Regions from separate parts of the Mus musculus genome. Here regions 2 and 3 are each linked to region 1. Evidence: chromatin contacts called from public HiChIP or PLAC-seq data. All regions are on one chromosome and are shown on one strand. Each heading gives the region's core, a stretch centred on a gene start, on an enhancer-like site or on the middle of the called end of the contact. The rest is flanking DNA. Distances are from core to core; before and after follow the strand shown. Region 1 holds the start of Aqp5 (aquaporin 5). Region 2 overlaps Lima1 (LIM domain and actin binding 1). Region 3 holds the start of Fam186b (family with sequence similarity 186, member B).

What was found. HiChIP or PLAC-seq counts read pairs in DNA pulled down with a chosen protein or histone mark.
Region 2: a contact with region 1 is called in an H3K27ac HiChIP or PLAC-seq map of VIP interneurons, with 2.6 times the contacts expected there. The contact joins the enhancer-like site here to the promoter of Aqp5 in region 1. A contact is called at or near these places in 4 of 39 promoter capture datasets (the C10 cell line, cranial neural crest, embryonic stem cells and 1 more), 1 of 15 datasets of contacts at CTCF or cohesin (the NIH/3T3 cell line) and 4 of 115 datasets of contacts at active chromatin or transcription factors (VIP interneurons, astrocytes, pancreatic cancer cells and 1 more).
Region 3: a contact with region 1 is called in an H3K4me3 HiChIP or PLAC-seq map of embryonic stem cells, with 4 times the contacts expected there. The contact joins the promoter of Fam186b here to the promoter of Aqp5 in region 1. A contact is called at or near these places in 1 of 39 promoter capture datasets (cranial neural crest), 2 of 115 datasets of contacts at active chromatin or transcription factors (bone marrow-derived macrophages and embryonic stem cells) and 2 of 9 other capture datasets (macrophages and pancreatic islet).

Annotation. Positions count from the first base shown.
Region 1 is chr15:99,588,615-99,593,476 of GRCm38.p6, forward strand. It overlaps Aqp5 (aquaporin 5), which reads left to right and starts at 2,414. Exons shown (of 4, transcript NM_009701.4): 1 at 2,414-3,020; 2 at 4,048-4,212; 3 at 4,632-4,715. The coding sequence starts at 2,658. The region is part of intron 3 of Gm34765 (a long non-coding RNA gene); the gene reads right to left.
Region 2 is chr15:99,844,539-99,848,913 of GRCm38.p6, forward strand. The region is part of intron 1 of Lima1 (LIM domain and actin binding 1); the gene reads right to left. Among named protein-coding and RNA genes, the nearest start is that of Lima1, 29 kb to the right of the region's middle. Within about 2 kb of position 3,108, at least 87 of the 459 cell types and tissues checked have an H3K27ac peak or open chromatin away from gene starts, as enhancers often do. A contact at or near this core is called in the NIH/3T3 cell line and pancreatic cancer cells, where this site is marked.
Region 3 is chr15:99,283,591-99,288,508 of GRCm38.p6, forward strand. It overlaps Fam186b (family with sequence similarity 186, member B), which reads right to left and starts at 3,590. Exons shown (of 8, transcript NM_001081254.1): 1 at 3,355-3,590; 2 at 1,850-2,075; 3 at 224-403. The coding sequence starts at 3,450.

The DNA.
Region 1 (4,862 bases), core at 1,164-3,663:
AGTTACACCAAAACGACTCCTTGTGACCAAGTCTGTGTGGCACGTTGTGGTCTCCATCCCAGCCTGAGCCAGTGACTTCTGACTTCTGGACTCCTCACAAAGTTGCTTGAAATTAAATCACTTTCAAAGTAGAGACAATTCAAATCTATATTTTTAATCCATAAAATGTCAAGAACTAGTTCTTTTGTTTGTTTTGTTTGTTTTTGAGATAGGGTCTTACTATGTAGCCTTTGGGTGACCTAGAACTCACTATGTAGATCAGTCTGTCCTTGAACTCAGCAATCTGCTTGTCTCTGCCTCCTGAAGGTTGGAAATAACAGCTACCATGCCTGGCCAAAACTAGCTTTTCTCCCCTATCCCCCAGTACTGGGCATTGAACTTAGGGCCCTTCATATGCTAGGCAAGAACTCTACCACTGAGCTATATTCCCAGCCAGAACAAGTTCTCGGTCCTTTGTTAGCTGGGAAAGAGAAGGCTCAAATTCCCAGGCAGCACATGAGACCAGCCCGCTCTAAAAGGACAGATTGTGAGACCTATGGATCCAGGAAGACTGTGCCTGGGCAGAGAAGATGCATTCAAAAAGAGGGAGGGTGGCCGGGGAAGGAAATTGAGTTGCAGCCACAGGAAGATGTCTGGCCTGAAGGTCTCTGATCCTGGAGGCACTGCCCTGCTCTGCTGGGGGCATAGCCCTGCGACTCCGGAGAAAAGAACAGTCCACCTGACCAGGGCCGTTGGGGAAGAGCCGCTCAGCAGGAAATGCCAGGCAGAACGGGAACAATAGTGGGGTTTCTTTGGACCCTGTTTTCTTTGGCCTCTTAGCTGCCACCTGGCCCAAAGTTCCTCCTCCCCGTTCTTGCTTTTCCTTAGGCTCCACCCTCAGCCCCTGCTGGACACGTGTATCTTTTCTCTTCCTCTGTTGCACCCTAGGGCTCAATTACCCTAGGAGGCTTTTAAAACTGACCAAGACATGAGGTGACTTTCCTGGGCCTTGCTCTATGGCTGGTACGGTGCAACGGTGCAAAGTGCTCAAACACTAACCGTACGGGGTAGAGGGAGTGCAGCTCTTTTTCTGGGATCCTGAGGATGGGTCCTTGCCCTGCCCCCAAACCCTAGAAGGTCCTCCCTCCAATCTCCTTCTACACATGCCAAACCTGCGGAGGGGGAAGGTGGAGGGTTGGGAGAAGCAATGGAGAGGGTCTGGAAGCCCAAAGAAAAAAAGGACAAGAGGAAGCTGGGAACTAGAAAAATGTGTTGGCCAGTCCAAGAGTGCAAGGACTTGATGGAGTGGGGGTGGGGACGAGAAAAACCAACTGTATGAGTGTGCAAACTAGAAAGTGAGATAGGCCGGCAGAAACAAAGACCTGCAGATTGAAAGAGGCTAAAGGCAGGCGAACTAGATAGAGCTAGAAACAGTAATGGACAGCTCGTTTTAAAAAAAAGGAAGAAAACGTAGAAACGAAGAGTCAGAGAGACAGGCAGAAAGAGGAAGACTCAGAAGTCAAAGGGTGATAGACTGAGGAAAAGAGACAAGGCTAAAAGACTGGTGGGGAGAGGGCGCAGAAACGCAGGAACACATGGAGGGAGAGGGCCAGAGACACAGAAAGAGACAGAGAGACAAAGAGAGGTGGGGATGGGGGTACTGAGACTGTCACGTTGGGAGAAAGACCAACAGGGACAAGAAGCAAACAGCCACTCCGGAGGTCTAGTGTGACTAAAGTGATGGAGTTCTGGGTTGAAAACAGAAGAGGCCAAGACCCTTTCCTCTGACCCCAGTCTCAGGCACTTCCCTAAGCCCAAACAACCCAAATTGATCACCACCCCAGGGTCCCCAAGGGCTACCACTGAGAACGCCTCCTAGAGCCCGCTGCCTAGAGGCACCGCCACACGCGGCGTCGAGGATTGCCGAGCGCAGAGCAGGCTGGCACTGTACTCCCGATCCAACGCCCCCGCTCCTGCCGGGCTGGACCGGGGAGAGGCCCACGATCGCCGAACCGCCCCCGCCACGGGCGGATAAGGAGCTAAGAGGCGCTGTCCTCAGAGACTCTCATCACTCTGACCCGTCCGTGGGTGAGACCGACCGGGTCAAGATGCTCCGGTCGCGCGAGCCCAAGGAGGAGAAAAGGGGAAGGCTGCCGGCCGGCCCCGGACGCCGGTAAAGGCCGGCCGGAGAGGGACTTCCAGAGCTCGGTGCGAGAGGAGAGCCGGGACCGCGCTCAGCCGCCAGGAGAGCCCAGCACGCACGTCGACCAGGAGGGCGCGGGAGCAGCGCTGAGCGCACGATGCGCGCGACCCAGACCGCCGGGCCAGTCTACACTGCCGCGTGGGTCACGTGGCCCGGGCGGGTCCGCCGCTGTGCGGCCGGGGGGCCGGGGGTGCGCGGGGCGGGGGGCTGCGAGCGCGCGCCCGCCAGGCTCGCTCCCTGCGCGCTGCGCTGGCCTCTGGGCGCGGGAGCCGCCCCCGGCCCCCCCGCGCTCTGCCCGCCGCGGGGCGCGCGCCCTCTATATAGCGCGCCCCTGCCCGGTCCGCGCCAGGCCGCCTGCCACGGAGTGGGCACCGCACGTCGCGCAGAGCCCCGCAGACAGACGCCCGCCGCTGCCAGCGCCGCCCCGACGGCCGCCCCGCGACGCAGCCGCTGCCACCGGGCCCCCAAGGCCACCATGAAGAAGGAGGTGTGTTCAGTTGCCTTCTTCAAGGCCGTGTTCGCAGAGTTCCTGGCCACCCTCATCTTCGTCTTCTTTGGCCTGGGCTCGGCACTCAAGTGGCCCTCGGCGCTGCCCACCATTCTGCAGATCTCCATAGCCTTTGGCCTGGCCATAGGTACCTTGGCCCAAGCCCTGGGACCTGTGAGTGGTGGCCACATCAATCCGGCCATTACTCTGGCCCTCTTAATAGGCAACCAGATCTCTCTGCTCCGAGCCATCTTCTACGTGGCAGCCCAGCTGGTGGGTGCCATTGCTGGAGCAGGCATCCTGTACTGGTTGGCGCCAGGCAATGCCCGGGGTAACCTGGCCGTCAATGCGGTGAGTGTCCACCAGACTGTGGAGGGATGGGCAGGGACCCTGGGGACATTTCAGACCAGACCTTCCATGCTCCTCCATCTTGAGAATGGGTACAACCAAAACACCAGGGCATAACTTAGCCAGTAAGAGCAGGCTGACCAACCTCCTGGCCAACCTCAGTGCTCCCGGGTCCTGGCTTCTCTTCACATTCTCCCTCATCTACCCCTCCCTCTCCTATGCTGCATTCCCTGGCCTAACTCCCCAGGGCCGCCAAAACATCCCTTCCATCTCTAATCTCACCTGTGACTTCTTTCTTGTGACCCCCCTTGGTGGTGTAGTTTTAAGGGACCCACCAAGGAGCCATGGATAGTGATGGATGGAGGTCTGGAGCAACCGTGATCTCCCTGGGCTTCCAGTTTACTACCCATGACATGGAGGTGATCAGAGCACAGCCAGTGCCCTGGGGATTACACTTAGAAGCCATGATGTGATGCACCCCCAGTGCTGGCTCCCCCTTTTGTAACCCCTGCTCCTGCCCCCCTGCTGTCTCTCCATCTTTGCAGCCCTAGATTCAGCCCCCTGTCCCATGTGAACTGGGCTCATTAATCAAACACAGAGGAGGATTTTCTCGGCCATTGTCAAGCTGTGAGTCAGACACACTGGAGAGACGGGTTTGAAGTTGGCACCGGCAGCGGGTCAGGCATGGATAGGAGGCCAGGGGCTGTTTGCAGTAGGCAAACTGGGCAGCTGCCCACAGGAGGGAGGGTAAATGCCAGCTCATGGGGGCTGGGGATTGGGCAGAGCCGTTGACACGATGGCACCCAGGAAAACTTGCTGACACCCTACCCTCTGGCTACAGGCCTGAGCTTCAAGCTTGCGCACACTGAAGTGCAGTTTCTCCAACAAATCGCCTGTCTGGATCATGCAGGGGACTTGACTTCCAAGAGCTCAGGCTCTAGGTGTCCTTGAAGACCAGAACCTTACTTGTCTAGCCTGTCACCGAGCCTGAAGGCTGCTAGCAGGGTCCTAACCCAGCTCTTCCTTGCAGCTCAGCAACAACACAACACCAGGCAAGGCCGTGGTGGTGGAGTTAATCTTGACTTTCCAGCTGGCCCTCTGCATCTTCTCCTCCACGGACTCCCGCCGCACCAGCCCGGTGGGCTCCCCAGCCTTATCCATTGGCTTGTCGGTCACACTGGGCCATCTTGTGGGGGTGAGTAGTGCTGGCACAAACCGGGGTGTCATGGAGATGAACAGTGGAACCCCAGAATGCCAGCTCCTCCAGATAGATAAGACCCGATAGAGTTTAAGATCTGGTCTTGGGTATCTAAGCTGTAGCCTTACTGGACTCTAGGTTTGATGTTGCCCATCCCCCCCCAAGACCCTCCATGGACTGAGAAGCTGAGTAAGTGGAAGGGAGGGCGAGCACAGAGACTCAAGCCAGAGCAGGTGCTTAAGAAATGTGGTTTGGTGGGCAGCTGGGCTGCGTGGGCAGTCAGCATCCTAGGGACTGAGAAACCTGGATTTGAGGTGTGGCTGGTTCCCACACTGTGTGACCCTGAGAGAGAGTCAGAATTCTGTGGGAGTGGAAGGGATGGCACCCTCCTCACCGTGACCCCCCTATCTACCCAGATCTACTTCACCGGCTGTTCCATGAACCCAGCCCGATCTTTCGGCCCTGCGGTGGTCATGAATCGGTTCAGCCCCTCTCACTGGGTGAGTGCGGGCCTTCCCCCGGCTCCTGAAAACACGGCAGCGTACTGAACTGAAAATCCAGAATTGACTGGACATTCTGGGTGTTGTCGGACCAGATCTTGGGGGTTGGACAGAGAATGTCTTTAGAAGTACATGGGAGTGGGGGTG
Region 2 (4,375 bases), core at 1,858-4,357, 260 kb after region 1:
CCAGACCCTAAAGAAGAAACTCTGGCCGGGCCGTGGTGGCTATACGCCTTTAATTCCAGCACTTGGGAGGCAGAGGTAGATTTCTGAGTTTGAGGTCAGCCTGGAGTAGAGTGAGTTCCAGGACAGCCAGGGCTACACAGAAAAACCCTGTCTTGACCACACACCCCTCCCAAAAGAAAAGAATTAGAAACCCTGTTTCCTCTCATAGATAGACTGTAGATCGACATGTTTAGATTTCTGTGTTTAAGGTGGAGTGAGTGTCCACGGAAGCCAGGAGACAAGAAGGGGCCATGAGAGTTCCGTGAGAGGATGGGGTGGGGGAAGTCTTTGGTGGGTGGATAGTAAAACACATGGAACACGGAAGTAATGTGGAGGAATACCACAGGTAGAAAGGTTTAAATGGTAATGGGTTTTGGGGAGAGAGGAGATGTGGGGGTGAGGAGCCTACTACTTCAGAAACTAAGCAATACGATGATAACAGTTTAAGTGGAGGTGCCCTGCATGGGTGGGCAATGCTGATCCTAGAAGACACAGGGTTTTGTTTGGCTTTGCTTTCCATTTTTATTTGATGTGCATGAGTGGTTATTACGCCTACATGTATGTGAGTGCACCAGGTATATACCTGGTGCCTGTGGGGGCCAGAAGAAGGCATCAGAGCCCCTGGAACTGGAGTTCCAGACAGATGTGCGCTGCCATATAGGTGATGGGAATCACTGGGTCCTCTGCAAGAGCAGCTAGTGCTCTTAACCTCTGAGCCATCTTTCCAGCCCCGGGAAACCACAGGTTTTAAATGAAAATCCCAGTGCAGGTATAGGACACATCCCTAGAAGTCATGGTTAAGGAGTCCCCAGAAACACCCAAAACAGCAGAGGTTATTACTGCTGCTCTTGGTTCCCACTTGGACTAACTAGATGGCAAGACCCTGTTGTTGAAGATGTCGTACACTTTGGATGCAGGGCACAAAAATCAAGGTTGACTGAGCTGAAAGCTGTCTTCTGCTGGCTGGTATTTCATAATTCTAGAAGGGGCTTTGCAGGCCACTGGGGGAGAAATGTCATCAACTGTCTTACCAGGCTATGGAGCCTGTGAGCTACAATACCAACCTGCTAGGCTGGACATGTCCACCCTTGCTACAGGGCAAGACTGTTTGGTGGGGATGGGGGTGGGTTAACCAATCACTTCCCCATTGGATCTGAGGCCTGCTTCACAGGAAGGAACTCAGGTCTGGTATAAACTTGGCCAAAAGCCTATGGCTGGGCCCTAGAGGGAATGCTTCACTGCTATGTTGCTAACTGGACAGGTTGACAAACTGCCACAGAACAGTGCTGGGGTTGGTTTTGGTCAGAGCATCTTCTATGTACAATGGTTAAAGTAGAGACTTGTCAGTATTGAGGATAAGCGAGTTCAGAGTGCAATCCTCAGCCCTAGACAGGGCGCTGCAAGAGGAGGGGGAAGAATGTTAGAGCCATAGGACAGACAGCGGTACCACGAAATGTAGTCTTCTGGATGTGACCACTCTCACAATCACAAGCACACAGAAGCTATGGTCACCCGAACAAGACCTACACACCAAAAGAAAGGACATGGAGGCGGGGAGATGATTAAGTGGGTAAAGACATTTGCCACCAAGCCTGACCACTGAAATGCTATCCCTGGGACACACATGGTGACAACCTCCTGACATTGTCCTGGATGTACATGCCTTGTCCCCAAACAACCAATCAAAAGCTGATTGATGGATTGATCAATAAGATACAAAGCAGGAGAGGAACTGATGGGGAAGCAGCAGAGGCCCAGTAGGAGTTGGGATGAGGAAGGGTGACTGGGTAAGTATGATCACGATACATTGTATCCAGGCCATGCAACTGTGAAAATGTTCCAACTTACATAATCTTTAGTTTTAATATCTTCAAATGAAAAAAACAAAGACAGCATTTGTCTTTCTAGGATTTTACTGTAGATTTAAGGAGAGAATATATTTTAAATATTAGACATACTTTAGTATTGTGAATATTTAGAATATTTTAAGTGTAATGTTTTACCACTGGCTCTTATCAAGCTTTTTAAATGTCTGGGTAAAGTACATATTTAAATTAAGAGGGTAAATCCTCTACACCTAACATTCCTTTCTGGAATCTCTCCAAGCTGTAGAACACACACGAAGTGCACCCCTCACACCACTCGGTTCCCACCTGCTAACCTGGAGGTGGGGTTTTCTTGTCTTAGTAATTACCAAAGGAGTTCCAACCTTTGTCCAGAAGAGGTGAGATCAGAAACAAGTCAATACTTCCTTATTTGAGTAGGGGAAAAAAAAATACAGATGAAACAGCTGTTCTCTTGGCAACCACAGAGCAGGACTGATCTGTAGAATGGATTCGTTAGAACTGCTCTCTCTCTCATCAGCCCTGACAACAGCACAATACAGTGTGCCGGGCCAAGCCCTCCAGATCGCCTTCTGAGACCACCCTCCATACCCGCAGGCAGTGTGCTGTCCTTCTAATCAAAGCCTTCTCTGAAAATAACACGGATTAGTTTTTGATGACTTAACGTTCGTGTATTCAAGTACAGTTGCTCTCACCACTTAAAGCTTGTGGTTTTTTTCTCAGACTTATTTAAAAATTTAAAAATTCAGGACAATAGGATGAATAAGATGAAGAGGAAATGACACTCCTACAGACTAAGTCAACACAGTAAGTGTGGAAGCTTTGAACACGTATGTATGTCCCTCATTCATGTGAGCTCAACATGAGTGTGCCGTACCTTCGCTGACAGACTCACCAAGCACCGTCAGCATTTTCTCTGAAGAGAAAAAGGCAAGGGGGTGGGGGCGACGTGTAATTCAGCTAAGTGTCAGGACCGGAAACCACAGCAGTCGCCTTTCAAGCCAAATTTAGGAAACGTTGACCAACACTTTAGGACAACATTTGGAAGATTTATGCTTCCATGTGGGTGTGACTATAAATGTTGTCAGATCTTTCACAGTGAACCATTATGGATAAAGGAAGAAAAAAAATAAACAAAGTATGTTCTGAAAGCTGTTCATGAAAAAGGAAATGCAGAGCCAGATGCGGCACTCTAAGTTCACAGTCCCGGCTGTCTTCAAGGCTGAGGCAGGAATGCTTGAGACTCGCCTGGGCAGCAAGTATGCACAGTACTCACACCAGCAGCAGCACCCTAGGTACGCCTGTATCAGGGTTTTACTAGTTAGGTCTTTCTGGCTGGCCTCAAACTCACAATCCTCCTGCTTCAGCTTCCCAAGTGCTGAGATTACAAGCATCTGCCACCATGCCTGGTTATATTATTTGGAGGGGTAGAGATGATAAGGTTTAAAAAAGAAGAAAAAAAAAAAGCAACTCCTAAGTTCATGGTTTTGATTACTTTTGACCAAAATGCCCGGGAAATCTTAGTCAAAGGTTAGGAGAAGCACCCCTCATATTCAAGCAGTGAATAGAGGGTACCCTCAAAGCTGAACAGAAAGCTCCTCTCCAAAGAGTGCTCGTGATTTATTGACTCTGCAGCCATCTACACAATTACAGCACAAGGCAACGATGTGGTTAGAGGCGATGCATACCTCTGGCTCGATGCATACCTCTGGCTCGGTGAGAGGAAAAGACATTAGCTTGACTTGGGATTTGCAGAATGGAAAGAATGTGAAAGTGAGGGCAGGGTGGGAGAGGGGAGTGAATGGGGGGGGGGGGGAAGCACAGCACTAGTGTCTGAGGAAGAGTTAGATTCCAGGCAGAAACAGACGGAAGGAAGCCAGGCGGGGAAGAGGAATTTGGGCCATATTTCAACGGTGGAGAGAAGTAGCCTGTGAGCGAACAGATATAGAGTCTAATCCTTCTATGTATGACCTTTAAGGCAAATAAAAATTTCTCTCCGCTTTAACATTCACATCTGCAGGACAAGAGATCTATCATGCACCGCAGTCTGCGGTGGAGCACGAAAAGTTTCTGGAAAGATGAGACATATGTGAACATCATGTTCTATGAGCGCTTATTTTAGCTGGCTGTGGTGATACATGCCTATGGTGGTGCTGATGGCAGTGCCCCTTGCTATCCACCCCAATGTGCTGGGTTGGGTTCAATAGTAGACTACATACTGATAGCTAGGAAGGGAGATGTTCACTCCTGGGCCACCTGGCTGCTGCAAACCTACACCAGTTGGTTTTCAGTGAGGGAACAATGGGCCATCACGGTAGCTCAGTGAGGAAAGGCGCTTTCTCCAAGCTTGATAACCTGAGTTTAAGCCCCACGATCTGCGTGTTAGAAGTCGAGAACTGGGGGCTGGTGAGATGGCTCAGTGGGTAAGAGTACTCGACTGCTCTTCCGAAGGTCCGAAGTTCAAATCCCAGCAACCACATGGTGGCTCACAA
Region 3 (4,918 bases), core at 2,340-4,839, 300 kb before region 1:
TGCCTGTGGCGACCAGAAGGAGGCGTCAGCAACCCCCATCCCCAACTGCAGTGAAGCTCAGAACTGCTTTGTGATCGGCATGGCTCGGTTACCCCAGCCCTACACCCTGGCTTCCCGTGCTACACTTTTTCACATGTGCGGCATGGAGGATGGTCAGGAGCCCCTGAGATGGCCTCCAGCCTACCCCCTCCCGGCTCTTCTCCTGGAAGCTCCAGGCACCTACTTTGTGTCATTTTCTTCTGGTCTTCGATGAGAGTCGAGCACAGAGAGATGAGAGACTCGATGCCTCCTTTGGTGGCCATGAGGGAAAGAGGCAACACCTTCTCCATCACTTCGATCCATTCGTCTAGGGCTTCGTCTTCCTCCGAACTCCTGTCCTTTATCTCATAAGTCAGACTGTCACCTGAGCGGGACGGGGGTCAGGCTGAGAACAGTTTGTCCTCTAGAGACCCCCACATAGCACAGGGGGTGTAGCAGACCTGAGGGCGGGGTGGTTTCAGTGCACTCTGGCTATCGGACAGCTCGCTCTCTTGAGCCTCGTTCCCTTCCCTGCAGAAGGATTGGGGGAGGACCGAATGAGGTAACACTCGTGAAATGACCGACACAAGGCCTGCCATGCAGACACACAGTAGACACGAGACAGTGTTGCTTAAGTGTGAGGCCAGCCATGTTAATCTATGCCAGTTATAATCTAACATCTGGGCCACTAAATGGATTAAGTCTGATAAAGTTTTCTTTGTGCTTCTGTTTGCTTGCTTGCTTGCTTTTTTTTTTTTTTTTTTTTTTTTAGACAGGGTTTCTCTGTGTAGCCCTGGCTGTCCTGGAACTCACTCTGTAGACCAGGCTGGCCTCGAACTCAGAAATCCACCTGCCTCTGCCTCCCGAGTGCTGGGATTAAAGGCATGCACCACCAACACCCGGCGTTTGTCTGCTTTCTTGAGGTAGAGTCTCATTATGTAGCCTGAGCCGCGTTGCTTGCCTGTGTGGGTGTGTGTGAAGCCCAGAGATCACAGTGGACCGCCTCCTCTCACTGAACCTGGAACTTAACCATTACTTAAGCTGTCAGATGCAGTGCTGAGGGTGTGGGCACGCACTGCCGCTCTCAGCCTATTACGTAACTTCTAGGAGTCTGGACTTAAGCCCTCAAATCTGCATAGCAAGCACATACCCACTGGGCTACCTTCTCAGCCCCGCCTGTGGTGATTAATTTTGACAGCCTTGATGGAAGCCACGCCTCCGGGCAGGGAGGGGCATTTCAGAGGTGATCACAGCACGAGGTTCTGACCTAATCAGCGCATCAACCCACTGATAGATTCAAATTTAGGTGGACTGTTGGGAGATAACAGAAGCGTGGAAGGTAGGACCAAGTTGCGGGGTGTGGGTCACGGACAGGGGTGGAGATGGGTCATGAGTGTGTGTGTGTGTGTGTGTCTGTGTGTCTGTGTGTCTGTGTGTGCTGTAAATGGTCTGTCCTGCCCCTGGCCTCTTCCTGTTCTCTGCTTTCTGGTTGCATGAGTGGAGCAGCCTCCTCTGCCACAATCCCTGGGACTCACTCTCACCATGAGCTAAGTGATAGGGCCAAGAGATCACCACTGACATCTCTGAAGTCACCGTTACACTTTACCCTTCTTTACTTGTCAGAGCAACAAAAGACCGACTGACATGACATAGCCCTTCTGGGGAGTGAGGCTGCTGCGTGCTGTGTGTGGTGACACTAGACTCCTTCACTGGGGAGGAGGAGTTTCAGTCTGTCCTTTGCTGTCTGCAGCCACCAGCCCCACCCCCTCCTTGCAAGGTGCTGATTAGGTGGAGAGTCTCTGGACCGACTGCAGCAAGCCCTCAGACTCACCCCATTCGCCCAGCCAGTGGAGGATCTCATACAGGTGCTTCTCCTTGGCCTTGGCGTCATCAGAGAAGGCGGCGAGTTTCTCCAGCAAGATGAACCTCTTCTTGCCTTTCTGCTCTGGTTGGTGAGGCTTCGCTCTTTCTTTTAAGTCATATCCCAGTTCTTCCTGGAAGCGGTTGATGGCACAGTTGACATTGTCCAAGATGTCCGAGAGCTGGGTGGAAATATCCTAGGTGGGGCAGAGGCAGCAGATGGCAGAGGTTAGGGGTCACCATCTTGGAGGCCGTTGCCCATGTGCTAGCAGTGTAACTCTGGGTCTCAGGGCTTTCTCACTGTTAAGGCAGAGCTTGCTATAGTACTTTATGCCACGGGTTTTTATGAGAATGGCATGAAATGATATTGTAAAGGGTTTAAAACTGGGCCCAGGGCCAGGCGTGGTGGCGCACGCCTTTAATCCCAGCACTCGGGAGTCAGAGGCAGGTGGATTTCTGAGTTCCAGGCCAGCCTGGTCTACAAAGTGAGTTCCAGGACAGCCAGGCCTACACAGAGAAACCCTGTCTCGAAAAAACAAACCAAAACAAAAAACAAAACAAAACAAAACAAAATAAAACAAAACCTGCACCCAGAACACAGAGAGAGCATCGGCTCTTATTACCATTTTAATTTTTTAAAAAAGATTTATTTATTTATTTTATGTATATAAGTCCACCATTGCTCTCTTCAGACACACCAGAAGAGGGCACCAGATCCCATTGCAGATGGTTGTGAGCCACCATGTGGTTGCTGGGAATTGAATTCAGGACCTCTGGAAGAGTAGTCGGTGCTCTTAACTGCCAAGCCATCTCTCCATCTCTCCAGCCCTACCATTTTAATTTTTAAGCCTTTAGAATTTCAGAATTGGCTGGAGACATCAGGAATTTCACAAGGACTCAGAAGCAACATGGGAACAAAAAGGGAAATCCCAAAGAAACACTGGATAAAAGGTTCAAGCAGTGTGTCCTTTGCTGTCCCGAGTCAACATCTACTCCCCTCCTTGTAAGTGCTCCTCGGGGGAGATGGAAAAACACTGAGCACAGCTGCACCCGAGCCTCATCCCCAGAGTGATCCGAGCCTCTGAACATCTCTGAACATCTTCCCAAGTGTTTCCGGGGCATAGCTTAGGGGATTCTAGCAGTCTGCCAACACAGAGTGTGAATTTTAAAAATCTACCCCTGCACAAAACCTTTTAGGATCCATCGCTAGGTGCTGTCCAGGAGCCTCCTGCCCACTTACCTCGGGGCTGTGACCTTACATCCCTGCTTTTCAGAGGTGGTTGGTCTTAGCCTCCCTTGCAGAAGTCAGATACAGGATGTGAGCATTCCGAACTCACCTGTCTGCAAACCTGGCTTGTCAAGTCTCCCAGGACCCCCAAAGGCCCAGAGGCTGGAGTCTTGTGTAAACTAGAGATCAGTCCCCAGCCTCTACATCAGACCCTAATAGAAGGGTAGTTTCCTCGTCTCTGGGGTTACCTCCTGAGTCCGAATTAGCTGGGCAGTCTCAATCTTTGAGATAATAGCCTTCACTGATGTGGGAGTCACCAAGTGTGGGGGGTTGTCCTTCTCCATTCTAGATAATTCTCTCAGTCCGAAGATGTCCCATGGCTCTTGTACACAGGGCTGAACACACAGTATGGGCAGCTTTAGGGGCTAAGGGCCCAGGGAGGTTCCTGGGTACCCTCTGCCCGGCCACAGCTCCTCTAGTAACTGCCAGACACCAGGTTCCAACTGACTCTCTTTTCCCCAGTGACATCATCAGTTTGACTTAAAGAATTAGAAGATTAAACTTCCCACCTCCCAGCTGTATGCCAGCCGTTGCCTGCCATTATCCTTTGTTTGTTTCGCCTCACCATTAAAAATCATGTTCCCAAACTAAATATTAATGGCAAAAAAAAAAAAAAAAAAAAAAGAAAAGCAACTAGGAAAAATGACTTCCTGCTGCAGTTTAGATCCTGGTTCCCCAAAGATCCGTACGTGGAAGGTTCTGGTCCCCAGTGTGGTGCCAAGGGGAAGTTGTGGAACATTTGAGAGGTAGAGCCTTGTGCAGGGGGCCTTAGGATCTGTGTCCTCTTGAAGGGCATTGTAGGGCTCCAACCCTTTCTTCTTCCCCTATCCTTGATCTGTGGTTTTACTCCACCACATCGGAAGCACAGCTCTTTGGTCACAGGCTGGAATTCCCAAAATGGCGAGCCAAATAACCTTTTTCCCTTTGAGTCAATCCTTACAAGTGTTTGTTACGGCATCAGAAGGCTGACAAGACACTTTCTAAAGGGAACCTCTGACTTTAAAATCAGAGCCAATCAACACCTAAATGAGGATATGTTTTCTTCCGCCCCTAGGCTCAAGGCTCAGTCAACACTCTTACTAGCTAAAGTTGATAAATAATCATAGCAGGAGGCTTTTGTTTCGTTTGTTTTTTTGTTTGTTTTGTTTTGTTTTTTAAGATTTATTTATTATTATTCTCTAAGTACACTATAGCTGTCTCCAGATGCACCAGAAGAGGGTGTCAGATCTCATTATGGATGGTTGTGAGCCACCATGTGGTCGCTGGGATTTGAACTCAGGACCTTCGGAAGAGCAGTTGGTGCTCTTAACCACTGAGCCATCTCTCCAGCCCCCTCGTTTCTTTCTTTTTTGAACATCGCTGTATGTTTGGGACTTAGAATTGTACCTGGCCCATACTAGGGCACTAAGCACCTATTGAATGAATGGATACAGAGTGCAGGTTCACAGACATGAAAAATATTCTCCCTTGTCACCAAAAATACTGCCATCTAATAGATAACAAATTAAGCATCGTAAGTTGTCTTACCCACATAAGACTTTTCCTGACACTCAACTGCTTTTCACTGTACTGTCCATCCACTAAGGCAATGGTAATTCTGTTGCTTACTCACTCAGCAAACACTCACCTTTGGTAATATTCTCAGTGCTTTGCTTGCGGCTCTGTGCCGGCCAAGCAGAAGTGCGCTAAGCTCCAGATTGACTTAGACCCTGGCTAGTGGATACTTCCTGATCTTTATGTCTGTTCTGGGCG